Linked DNA regions of Mus musculus: region 1 is linked to region 2. A link is a contact called in public Hi-C data. All regions are on one chromosome and are shown on one strand. Each heading gives the region's core, a stretch centred on a gene start, on an enhancer-like site or on the middle of the called end of the contact. The rest is flanking DNA. Distances are from core to core; before and after follow the strand shown.

What was found. A called contact is a pair of places that touch in the nucleus more often than the background predicts.
Region 1: a contact with region 2 is called in a Hi-C map of adipose-derived mesenchymal stem cells, with 2.0 times the contacts expected there. The contact joins the enhancer-like site here to the promoter of 1110019D14Rik in region 2. A contact is called at or near these places in 2 of 39 promoter capture datasets (the 3T3-L1 cell line and the C10 cell line), 2 of 484 Hi-C or Micro-C datasets (adipose-derived mesenchymal stem cells and bone marrow-derived macrophages) and 1 of 115 datasets of contacts at active chromatin or transcription factors (bone marrow-derived macrophages).

The regions. Positions count from the first base shown.
Region 1 is chr6:14,040,577-14,046,707 of GRCm38.p6, reverse strand. It overlaps Gm38767 (a long non-coding RNA gene), which reads right to left. Exons shown (of 4, transcript XR_868803.3): 4 at 1-2,514. Among named protein-coding and RNA genes, the nearest start is that of Gm38767, 25 kb to the right of the region's middle. Within about 2 kb of position 1,852, at least 25 of the 459 cell types and tissues checked have an H3K27ac peak or open chromatin away from gene starts, as enhancers often do. A contact at or near this core is called in adipose-derived mesenchymal stem cells, where this site is marked.
Region 2 is chr6:13,869,031-13,875,217 of GRCm38.p6, reverse strand. It overlaps 1110019D14Rik (RIKEN cDNA 1110019D14 gene), which reads right to left and starts at 3,649. Exons shown (of 3, transcript NR_045995.1): 1 at 3,591-3,649. It overlaps 2610001J05Rik (RIKEN cDNA 2610001J05 gene), which reads left to right and starts at 3,700. Exons shown (of 3, transcript NM_001352887.1): 1 at 3,700-3,779; 2 at 4,072-4,162; 3 at 4,478-6,187. The coding sequence starts at 4,507. The coding sequence ends at 4,686.

The DNA.
Region 1 (6,131 bases), core at 603-3,102, 170 kb before region 2:
AGGGAAGTGGTGCTGGGCTACCTTTCTCTTTTGATGCATTCTGCCACTCTTGCTTATAGAAGGATGCCACCGTTTGTAGGTATAACTTCTCACTCAAGTTGCCCAGGTCAAAAACTCCCTCACAGACATGGCCAGAGATTTGTGCCAAAGGTAATTCTAAACCCCGTGATATCATTGATCAATATAAACACCACATCCGCATTCCTATTGTTATGTCAATGTTTAATGAAAGTCATGATAAATAAAAACAATGGCATGCAGTCACAAGACAAAGCAACTAAAGGACCAGACTTAGAGTTGACTCTGACCCTTAGCCATCCAAAGATGGCTTTTTGATAACTCTAACATATATATATAAATATATAATGGAAACATTAGAAAGCATGTAGGAATATAAAAAGTATTTCACTACAACAGTTAGCATTAATGGAAAATACTAAAAAATGCATAAAACCCATGGAAATAAAGATTTTAAAATCCCTTTGTGGTGCTTTCTCCCAAAGTATATAGTAAGGAAAGAATCAATAAACTTGGAGCTAAAGCAAATTAATTTTCTCAACTAAATAAGAAGAGAGAAAATAGACGACAACAACAACACAAATAGAGACCTCAAGAACTGGAGATTATGAAATTTCTAAGATGAAACTGTACATGCCTCGCTCAAATCAGTGAAGGGTTAAATATTTATTGTAGTTGTACTTGTCACCTAGGCGTGAGGATACGAATCCAGATTTCTGGTACCAGGTAAGAGCAAGATCCCTTGGGTCCATGGAAAATTGATCTTACCAAATTGCTATGGTCCAATCATTAAAAGGAAAGGTTCTGCTTCAAACACAGCAAGAAGGGTCTGAAGAAACTTACTGAGGACCCAGTTTTATTTTCCAGCAACCACACAGCATCTCACAACCACCTGTAACTATAGTTATCTGGCACATTCTTCTGTGATTCACATGTACCACATGGAACTAGTACATATTAACACAAACACACACACACACACACACACACACCACAGAAGTAAATAAAACTAAAAATTGAGATTGAAAATTACTGAAAAAGATATTTCATATCTATATATGTCATATATATACATATATATATGCACACACCTCTAAGCACCCCTCCTACACACATGCATACCCATGTACACTCCCAGGTGCCTCCTCCTCATGCCCATGATAGTGAGACTTAAAAAGGTAAGTTTATTGAATCTGAATTCCAGACAGACAGAACCAGATTTAAAAAAAAATGTGTTATCATGTAACACATTATTTTCAGCCACTTTAGAAACACTTAAATGTCTAACACAAAAATAGTAACACAATAATGTATGTGAAATATGCAGAAGCAAAATAAAACAAAGCACAAAATTAAGAAAGAACATTGTAACTCAGCATTGAATGCTGCTTAAGTTATATATATACATAGATGGTATAATAATATTCTAAGACTGACTGTCATATTGCATATGCACATTGAAAGTTCTAGAGTACTTACTAAAATTAGTTTTAAATGTGTCACTATTAATCCAGTATTGGAAATGAAAAGAGAAGGAGATAAAGGAATAACTGTAACTGAAGACTTCAATGCCTTCAATATCACACAGTAAACTTGAACAGAAAATCATGAAGGTGTGGAAGACCGAAGAACACTGTTCATTAGTGCAACATCCAAATATTTAGCACTTCCTAATCAAAGAAAACTGACATTATTAAAAACACAATGGGATGTTCACCGACATAGATTATCCTCTAAGCCAGTGGTTCTCAAGTTTCTTAATGCTGAGTCACCTTAATACACTTCCTCATGTTGTGGTTATGTCAACCATAAAATTCTTTCCTTACTACTGTAATGACTGAGTCATAATGTAAATATTTGATAGGCATGATATTTGATATGCTACTCTCAATAGGGTTGTGACCCACAAGTCGAGAACCACTGTTCTAGGCCATGCCCCAATACAGGGAATGCCAGGGCCAGGAAGCAGGAGTAGGTGGGTTGGGGAGCAGGGAGGAGGGAGGGTATAAGGGACTTTCGGGATAGCATTTGAATTGTAAATGAAGAAAATATCTAATTAAAATTGTTTAAATAAAAAAAAAGAAAAGAAAGCATGTTGAGTCTATGTTAGTCTGTAATAAAATGGAACTACAAATGAATAACAGAAGAATATATGAACAATTCCAAGCCCCAAGTTTAGAGTTAGTGACATGTTTCCTAACTATTCATCAAAGAGAAAATATTTGCAAGAAAATAAAAGTAAAACAATACTCTAAATGTAGTGATAGCAGTAATAACATTCAATTTATAGTAGGAAATGTTTATATTTGAATTTTTAATAGATTTTATTCATTTATTCAAGTATATGAGTACACTGTTGCTGTCTTCAGACATACCAGAAGAGAGTATCCAATCTCATTGCAGATGGTTGTGAGTCATATGTAGTTGCTGGGGATTGAACTCAGGACCTCTGAAAAAACAGTCAGTGCTCTTAACCTCGGAGCCATCTCTTCAACACTATATTAGAATACATAAAAGAACAGTTCAAGAATTAATTATTTTACATTGTCCTCTTGAAAGAAAACAGCAAATTAAGTTGAATTAAGCACAAGAAAATGAATAATAGAAACAATAGCAGAAACGGATGGAATAAGAATGGTTAACAATGGAAAATCTCAATGATCCATACTATGACACAAAAATAATTTTTAATGGTAAAATATTTAATCTAGTTATTTTACTATTGGAAAGAATAAAGCTATATAGTATTTACTGTTTTAATTTCACATATACTGGAGTATAATTTTTTTTACAATGCTCATCAGTAGCATCGTGTACTGACATTGCTCAGTTATTGAAAAGAGATTGTTTACATAATTAACCTGCCTTCCATTTCTTCCCACTTTTTCTAAAATGAAAAATGTGGCATCTCCCAAACTCAGGGCATTCTGAGTGTATCTCTTGATTATCTTCTTTATCTCAATTCACATATTTTTTTTTCTTGTCTTTTACTTTTATTTACACTGAAGAATTCCCTCTTGAAACTTACTGTCTCCTGGAATAGACTGTAATATATTATGATGGAACAAGTTTCCAAAAGCAAGGTTAAGCAGAAGATAATTTTGGTCTAATGTTTGCTTAGATAGTCATAAACAGCACAATCAAATTAAAATGGAAACAGCATTGCTGGTACCTGTCTGCAACTAATTCTTAAAACTTTCACTGAATAGTCAACTGATTGTATAGCTGCCAAGAAATATTTTAATGTGGAAATTACTGTTCAAAACCAACTATAACCATTGTCTACAAAATTTATGGTGTGTACTTCAGAACAAGTATGTGCTGGCTGGTTTTGTGTGTCAACTTGACACAGACTAGAGTTAATCACAGAGAAAGGAGCTTCAATTGGGGAAGTGACTCCATGAGATCCAGCTGTGGTGCATTTTCTCAGTTGGTGATCAAGGGGGAAGGGCCCATTGTAGGTGGTGCCATCTCTGGGCTGGTAGTCTTGGATTCTATAAGAGAGCAGGCTGAACAAGCCAGGGGAAGCAAGCCAGTAAGGAACATCCCTCCCTGGCCTCTGCATCAGCTCCTGCTACCTGACCTGCTTGAGTTCCAGTCCTGACCTCCTTTGGAGATGAACAGCAGTTTGGAAGTGTAAGCAGAATAAACCCTTTCCTCTCCAACTTGCTTCTTGTTCATGATGTTTGTTCAGGAATAGAAACCCTGACTAAGACAAAGTGTATCTAGGTCTTCCCTCAAAGGTACTGGAATTTTCAAATACTTTTCTTGTGTTGGGTGTGGTCATTCACACTCCCTTTGGCATTTGTAAGTTTCATGAATCTATCTAGTCTTTATAATGATTCAAGACTTTTGAGCCATGTTCCCCCTGTTTCTTGGAGTCCAATTAATTATATAATTGATGTGTATGTAATATTTTCATAGCATGACTTTGAATCCATACTGCTTCTGTTTCTTCACACTTCTTTTGTCTGTCCTCTTGAAATTGGATGATTTCTATAGACCTTTCAGATTGTGATTTCTATCATTTGCCATCATAACTCTTCATGATTTGGCACTAAAATTTACAATTGTTTCATATTATATCTTTGTTAAAAGTCTCTGCTTTTTTAAAATCAGTGTCATACTTTCCATGAAGTCTTTAAATATATTTTAAAACTTGGTTTGCAATAGCTCCCTTGAAGTACTTCCTATAGTACATCTAGGTTGACTTAGAATTAATTTCAGTTGATTGATGTTAGACTCAATATGTGGCTTCCTGACCTTTTATTTCAGATCTTGTCAGTTTTATTTGAAAATTGGGCATTTCAAACAAAGTTTCAGGTCCCACGTGTCCAATTTTTAAATAGTAATTTCTTTCTTTACATAAAAATTCATCTTTTACACAAATAGCAATCTTTCCACATTAAAGGGGTGTTCTCTCTCTCTCTCTCTCTCTCTCTCTCTCTCTCTCTCCATCATTCTTTTCCTTTCCTTCCCCATTCCCAAATTGAAATGTGAATCTTGTGCTTTCTACATGCTACGTAAGTGGTCTATAACTGAACTACATCACTTAATATATTTTAACATTTTACACTGAAAGAAAATCTCATTTGGTTACTGTCACCCACAGTGGGTCTAAATTTGTTATACTCTTGCCTCAGCCCCCAGAGTATTTGGGATTGCAAAAATAAAGATGACAGACAGTCAAACAGACAGACAGGCATACAGACAGCAGACAAGAAGGCAACATATTTTGAAGAATATTAGCCTAGAAATTTTTAATAAACACTCAAACCCACAGCATTTATAATGTCCATCTTTTAATACCAGCATAGGGTATATCTTGAAATTGAATATTCTCTATTAATGTAATTTTTGGCTGACTAGTAATACTCCTACTCTTTAAGCATGTCTCAACATTAGACTGAATGTTTTGTTTATCAAAAATTTAACTTTGTACCTTTCTTATTCCTTTCAGAATTTAATCTTTAAAACTTTTATTAAAACTTTTAAAGTCAGAATGGTTCATCCAAGATTTTCTTAACCAATTTTTATCTCTTTTAATTACCAAATAACTTTGTATCATCCTCGTGATGTATTTCAATTTCTCCTTCAAATAATAATGATTTTAAATGGTTTTTATGTTTTGTAACAATAATCTTCCTGTATGCATTTTATTATACAATCTTTGAATGTTTTACATACAATTACTGACAATACTACTTTCTCATCCTTTAGTATAGTGGGTGTGGTCATTTGACTAAAATCCCATCAACGTGGCATAAGCAGAAATTATGTGAACTGTTCTATACCATAACTTACAAAACACACATGTTTTTAAGTTCCACCATTTCTTTCTGCATTCTTAGTCTGAACTGTAGTGGGTTTGAGGAAACAGTTTTCTTCTAAACATAACAAAGGAGTCACAATTACTCTAAATTTTAAAACAAAGTATTGTTGTCTGACATCACAGATCTACAATATGAACACTTAGTCACACTAAAAGAAAACTATTATTCTATCTTGTACAAGTCATCTGTGTTGTCATCCTTGTTTCCCATTTTTAGAGTAGGAAATAACAGATAAACAAGATTGAATCATGAGGTTCATGTGAAACCTAGGGTGCATATTTTCATATTAATTCATGTTTAGTATAACACAAATGGTTATATACAGAAATACATGTACATATACATAAATACACATACATATGTGAAGTATACACATGTATACTTCTTGCATCTAATAAGTTACTTATTTTGATGGTTTGAATACGCATAGTACAGGGAGTAGCACTGTTAGAAGGTGAGGCCTTGTTGGAGTAGGTGTGGCCTTGTTAGAGTAGGTGTGTCACTGTGGGTATAGGCTTTAAGACCCACATCCTAAGTGCCTGGAAGACAATCTTTTCCATGCAGTCTTCAGATGAAGATGTAGAACTCTAAATACATCCTGCACCATACCTGTCTGGATGCTGCCATGCTACCACGTTGATACTAGATTGAACCTCAGAACCTGTAAGCCAGCCTCAATCAAATGTAGTCTTTTATAAAATGAGCTTTGGTCATAGTATCTGTTCACAGCAGCAAAACCCTAACTAAGACAGTTATCTTGTGCATTATATGTATCCATTA
Region 2 (6,187 bases), core at 2,400-4,899:
GTAACTGTATCCTAGTTTCACTTCCTGTTGCTATGATAAAATGCTCATAATTACTCAAAAGCAACTTGGGATCAAAGGAGTTTATTTCAGCTCACACTTCCAGGTTATAGTTCATTGTTCAGGGAAATCAAGCTAGTAAGAACCTGAAGCAGCTACTCAAATTCACGTTCAAGAGGAAGGAGAGTGTGTGAATGAATGGGTGCTTGTCAATGCTAAACTTGCTTTCTTCTTATCATTCACTTCAAGCCCATACCATAAAATAGTGGGAGCACACATTTAGAGCAAAAATTCTCATTTCTAACCAAGTTAAGAATATCTCTCAGAGGCATGCCCACAGACAACCTAATTTGGACAACCTCTCACTGAGAATCCCTTGCCAGGTGAATGTTGATTGCATCATGTTGCCAACTTGATTCCCACCTTACCATAATTCATTGATGAGATAGGACCACATCCTCCAGGAATCTAGATGACACCTGGATCTACATACAAAATGACTGTCTTAGTAAGGTTTTTACTGCTGTGATCAAACAACATGACCAAAGCAACTCTTATAAGGACATTAAATTGGGGCAGGCTTACAGGTTCAGAAGTTCAGTCCATTATCATCAATAAAGGAGCAAGGCAGCATCCAGGCAGGCATGGTGCAAGAGGAGCTGAGAGTTCAACATCAATGACTATTTAGCTTTCATATCCTCTATAAAATAATACTACAAGAGGAATTTAGGGTCAGCAGGTACTGAAGTTTGTTCATTTGTTCTATTTTGACCAACTGCATAGTTGTAGAAAATGTAACATCCTATCTGGTTACTCTAATGATTAATTATCCTAACACAATGTTCTCACTGTCAAATATCCATTATTGATGAGAAATACTGACTAGCTCTGGGTTAGTCCTTTTTAATTGTGAAATTTAACTAACATATTTCCACTCACTTGGTTTGGCTCAACTGCTAATGAGGAAGTCTGGGTTTTATGAATTCCCTGACACCCACGATTCACTGCAAAATTCTCCTGTAGGCACATTGTGCCTCCTCTGATAGATCCCAGAGGTGCCTTCCCTTCCGGGCCCATTGGTGACTCATTTCTAATGGTTATAAAATCAGCACAAACCACTTCTTCTTTCTTTAATATTGTTTCTTAGTAATGGCTGATTGGGAAATTTACTTTCAACTGCTGAGATCAGTGGCTTCCACAGTATTCTTTGTCCCTATCACTGGCTAACAGGAGTCTTTATTTTAGTGGAAATGCCATTAACTTAGATTTCTGAATTGAGAAACTAAATTCTGGATTCTGTATCTCAAAATGTTTAGTGTAGTCATCTAGGTGGCCTCAATGAATATATTTTACAAATCTGGGCAGAGAAAATAAGTATAAAGCATTATATTTAGGATCTTGTTTTAGATTCAATTGCATCTTATACTCTCACAGAAGTCTTATTATTAATAAGAAAGATTTTTATATTTTATTATAGGAAAAATTTTTGATAATCAACTTTGAATGAAGATTCAAAATAACATATTAAGCATCTTCATAAATTTGTCCAAAAGCAAACTTCTTGCTTGTAAGATACTTTGTACTATGAACAGAAAAAGTAACAACAGTAATACCATCCTGTATTGTACTACCCTTATTCATTCATTTACAAGATATCTACTAAGTATCTAGCATACAGGGTACTGTTCTACTAGGTGAAAAATCAACCATGAACGAGATGAAAATATTTCTACCTCACATAGAATTTCTACTTGAATGTGTTTATCTACATAATATAATAGTAGAGTGTGTTAATTTTGTGTTTTTGTTTTAACTAAGATGGAAAGGGAAGCTTGAACAAAGCTCTAAACCCTGGATGATGCTAAGAATAACTATGACAAATCTGTCGGAAAGTATTACTGGCAGAGAAAACAGCAAGAGCAAAATGTCAATAGAGGAAAACAAATTAGCTTTTGTATTAAACAGTCGAGCATTAAATGTGCATGGAATGGAAAGAGTATGTGAGTGGTGGAACCCCCTCAGAGGTAAGGAGAGTAGTTCTGAGATTTGCATCTTGACAAGTAACCTGAAAGTTTGTCTAGTATGGTGGAACCGTTGTTTTAAAGTAAAGGAATAAATTACTATTAAAAGAAAAACAGACTAGTTAGAATAGAATGAGGAAAAAATAGAATTATAATAGCCTCTAACCTAAAAGTGCTGTTGTAAAAGCATTTCCTTGGATTTCCAATACGGAGAGAACCTAATTAGCAAAATGCAACAGATTTCAGTTTAAAACTATATTTGAGCCCAAAATATCCCTACACCAATTTGTACCACGGTTTTACAGATAGACCAAGTCATTAGTTAATTTCTAACTACAATAATTGAAAAGATGAACATTTTTACCATGCATAGACTCTGCAAACTTAAAGCTTAAGCAAGACACTTTACAGACTCAGGAACAGAAAAGTGTACAAGCACTAACTTTAGTCTGCAGACTTCCACTAGCTGAAACAAATACATAAGGAAAAATAAAACCTCCCAAATGAAAACACTGGAATGTAGGAGGATATTTTGGAAGTCATAAAAGCAAGAGGTCCTATTCCAAAACTAATTGATAGGAAAGATACAAAGCCAAAAGCAACATAAGACAAGTGCAATTAGAGTGAATTTGTTAAAATAATTAACTTTAGAAAAACAACACTGTCAATCTATCAGACACAACTTGCTTTAATGTGTTCACCACCTCTGTGAAGCTCCTGTAAAATCTTGGCACATTTATTTCATCAAATTATTGTTCCTAGCTAATGTCGCTGAAGTTCCTGCCAAACGTCTTTTGGGAAGCAGAAGTATAAATCATTACCGTCAGAGAGATACAACTGTGTTTAAAAGGAGAACCAACAACACAAGAATACAAGCTGATTATAGACACTCAACTGAGTGTGCCCACAGTATTCGCATGATTTTTATCAGGACAAGTCCGGGCACCTCTAACTCAGCACCGTGAGTAACTTACAATGAGAAGATGACAAATTGTCAGTAAGTATGAAAGTGCTCGGGCCAGAAGGAACATTTAGTATGGATATCCCAGGTAACAAGACTTCAAGAACTTTTCAAAGTTAATGCTTACAGATGCATGTGAATAATACTTATAATGGTTTTGAGTACTAAACTTGGCATCTTAAAATATTGGGAGGCTGTGGAGAGTGAACATTCTGAAAAAGACAAGAATTCGAATCGGAAAAGATCTGTGTATAGGGCTGAAACCATATTTTCTAAACCTGATTTGCACCACAAATGATTCAATATTTTCCAAACTTTCTGATTAAATGTGCTTATTTTCCCCGTTAGTTTTAAAAAATTAGCAAATGTCATTAGGCACATTTGGAAAATGATAACGGGGATTTTCTGCTGCAGAAATGTTGGAAGGCCCCAGGTTTGAAACATTCCCAAACAGATGGCTTCCCTCAGCTACCCTCTCCCACGGTTACTTCCTTATTTCAGAGTACTAACAAGACATATTCATGCGGCTAGAATTCCTTTACAGGGCAGAAAACACGTATTGTTGTTTCGTTAGTCCTACGAATTCACTAAACCTTTTCTTGAACACTCACCCTCTCTTTAACAGTAAAACCAGAGGGCAAACTTGTGAAACCCGAACAACAAGCAGCCTGTGGTCTATCCCTCAGTCAGGGATCCCAGAGCGCGCTGTGCATGACGGGAGTAGGCAGCAGGGCTTGTGGGAAATGTAGTCTGGCGACACCGCCCTGCTCTCCATTCCTGTAATGGCTGCTTTCGGTCCGGTAAGGTACAAACTCCGCTCCCGGGGATTCCAGGATTGATTCTCCTAGTGTACTTGCACAACCCAACAAATTTGCACCCTCCCAGGGCGAAGGAATTCCAGATCTTTATGTTAGATCTTGGGATGAATTTGCTTCTCGGCTTGGTTTCATTTAGCAATCTGTGTGTGAGAACTAACTTTAAATCTAGTAGTCTCTTTTTGAAGGAACTGTTAGGGAGTGTTTTCTGTACTCGTTACCAATTTCTGTCCTTGCTGTTCGTTTCTCACTGACTCTAGCTTCCTCTTTAAAATAGGCTGTGTCACGAGTAACCTCTTAGCCTCAGCATCCGGAAGTTCCAAAGAGAATATTTCACGTTGGGTAGAATTACTTATACCCTTGTTTCGGTAAGTCTTATTAATTCCTTACAACTTCACAGAGTCACGTGTTGTGTTGAATTTTCTAGATAAGAGACATGCTAATAAAATGTGACTTTTACCTGTTAGGGTATTTTATTTGGCAAGTATCTTATGCATTTTTCCCTCTCTTTTCTAATGATAACCTAAAATGACTGTCTTTAGTTTTGTCATCTTAAACTGACATCTGAAATGATTCACAAATTCCAGTCTAAAAGATTGTTTTATATTAATATTGTCATTCAAAAAAAAAAAAATAAGGCTTTTTTTTTTAACAGTTTCTTTTGTTCGGTGTTTAACTTCTAGGCAAGTTCAGCCCTCCAGATCCTAGCATCATGAATTCAGTTTCAACGCAATTGATCTTAGTCCTCGCTTCGCTGCTTTTGATCCTGCCTGTTGTTGAAGCAGTGGAAGCTGGAGACGCGATTGCACTCTTATTAGGTGTGGTTCTCAGCATTACCGGCATCTGTGCTTGCTTGGGGATATACGCAAGAAAGCGAAATGGACAGATGTGACTCTGAAGGACTCTTCTGAATTAGACTGCACCCTGACCAGTGTGCTGAAAACCATTGTTCTGTTGAGGCCGACCCCAAGATTTGATCTCTCCCGTTCTCAGCAAGAGGGTTACAGTTAGCTGAGAGTTAACACTCTCAGTTAAGAGATGCTTTCACGTTCATACTTGTTTCTTCTACAATGGGGGCAGATGGGAGTGGAGGGCAGATGGGAGTGGAGGGCGGCTCTTAACAACAAAGAGTGCACTAATAATGTGGCCCATAACTTGTATTTGCTGCTTGGGAAGGGGCCAAAGTGAGAGGGCTTAAGTTTGCAAAAGTATTATTTCATACTTTCAAGTTGTCAGAGCACATGGAATTGGAAGATGGAAGTATTTGTTCAGAATCTAGTAAATCTATATTGTTATAATCACTGCCTCTTGCATTCTGGGGATCTCTCTCTCTCACTCTCACTCTCACTCTCTCAGAGAACCGGTTGGGGTGGGTTTTGGATTTGTTTTATTGTTGTTACTGGTTTTCTTTTTTTTTAATGCTTCTGTTTTTATCTCGCAAGTTGATATTGTACTTAGATCTTAGCCAAAAACTTTTATCTCTGAGAAAAAGTTTAATAAAAATGTACTAAACATATCTAATACTAAAATAGAGAAAATATTTGTTAAAAGATAACTTTACATTGAGTATCTTCTCCTTGTGAGATGTATTGTATCAAATACATAGCCATTATGCCATCAGTTCACCTATTGTTTTGGTCTGCTTGTATCTATGAGCTAATTATTTATAATCTGAGTGAAAAGGGACTGGTTATGTTACCTTAAAGGATCACCATGGGCAAGAAATGGGCATCTTTGAGATAGACGAGGATTCTGATAGAAAATCCACAAATAGGAAAGGAAGTGTTTTGATTTGTACACCAGCTAAAAAGGTGTACCCTCTTTGCCCTAGTAATTCCAAGAGTCCCCAAACCAATAGATTACAGAGATTTTTAATTCACATTTTTGGGCCCAGGACAAATATTCTGGCTAGAATTTAAATTAGAATGTTATAGTTTCAAGAAAAACTACTCAAACTGTTAGTACCCAAGAGTCACTTCAGGTCCTTTTGTTCCAAACAGAACTTTTAATTCTGTCTGTATTGCATAGAAGTTGAGAAAGTGGAACCTGAAGACCCAAGCTTGGCAAGGATCTTCAGGCCTTTGTTTGATTCTGAAGAATGAAATAGTCTCAGTAAGTCAAAGTAGTCTATGTTCTCAAAGTAGATAATCCAGCTGTTCCCCAAAATGCCTTGTCCAGTCTCACTCTCCAGATGCCCTTACAGGCCTTGGCTTTTGTCAGGAAGCAGGCTGTGGCCAATAAAATTTAGTGTGCAGACCCTTTCCCCACTGAACTGATGTGGCATGCCTGAGAGTTCCAGTTAACAGTAAGAAGTAGTAAGGAATGCTTACATTATAAAGACATGGAAACCAAATGGGTTTACTGGTTTTTTTTTGGAAGGTATTTTATCTTTT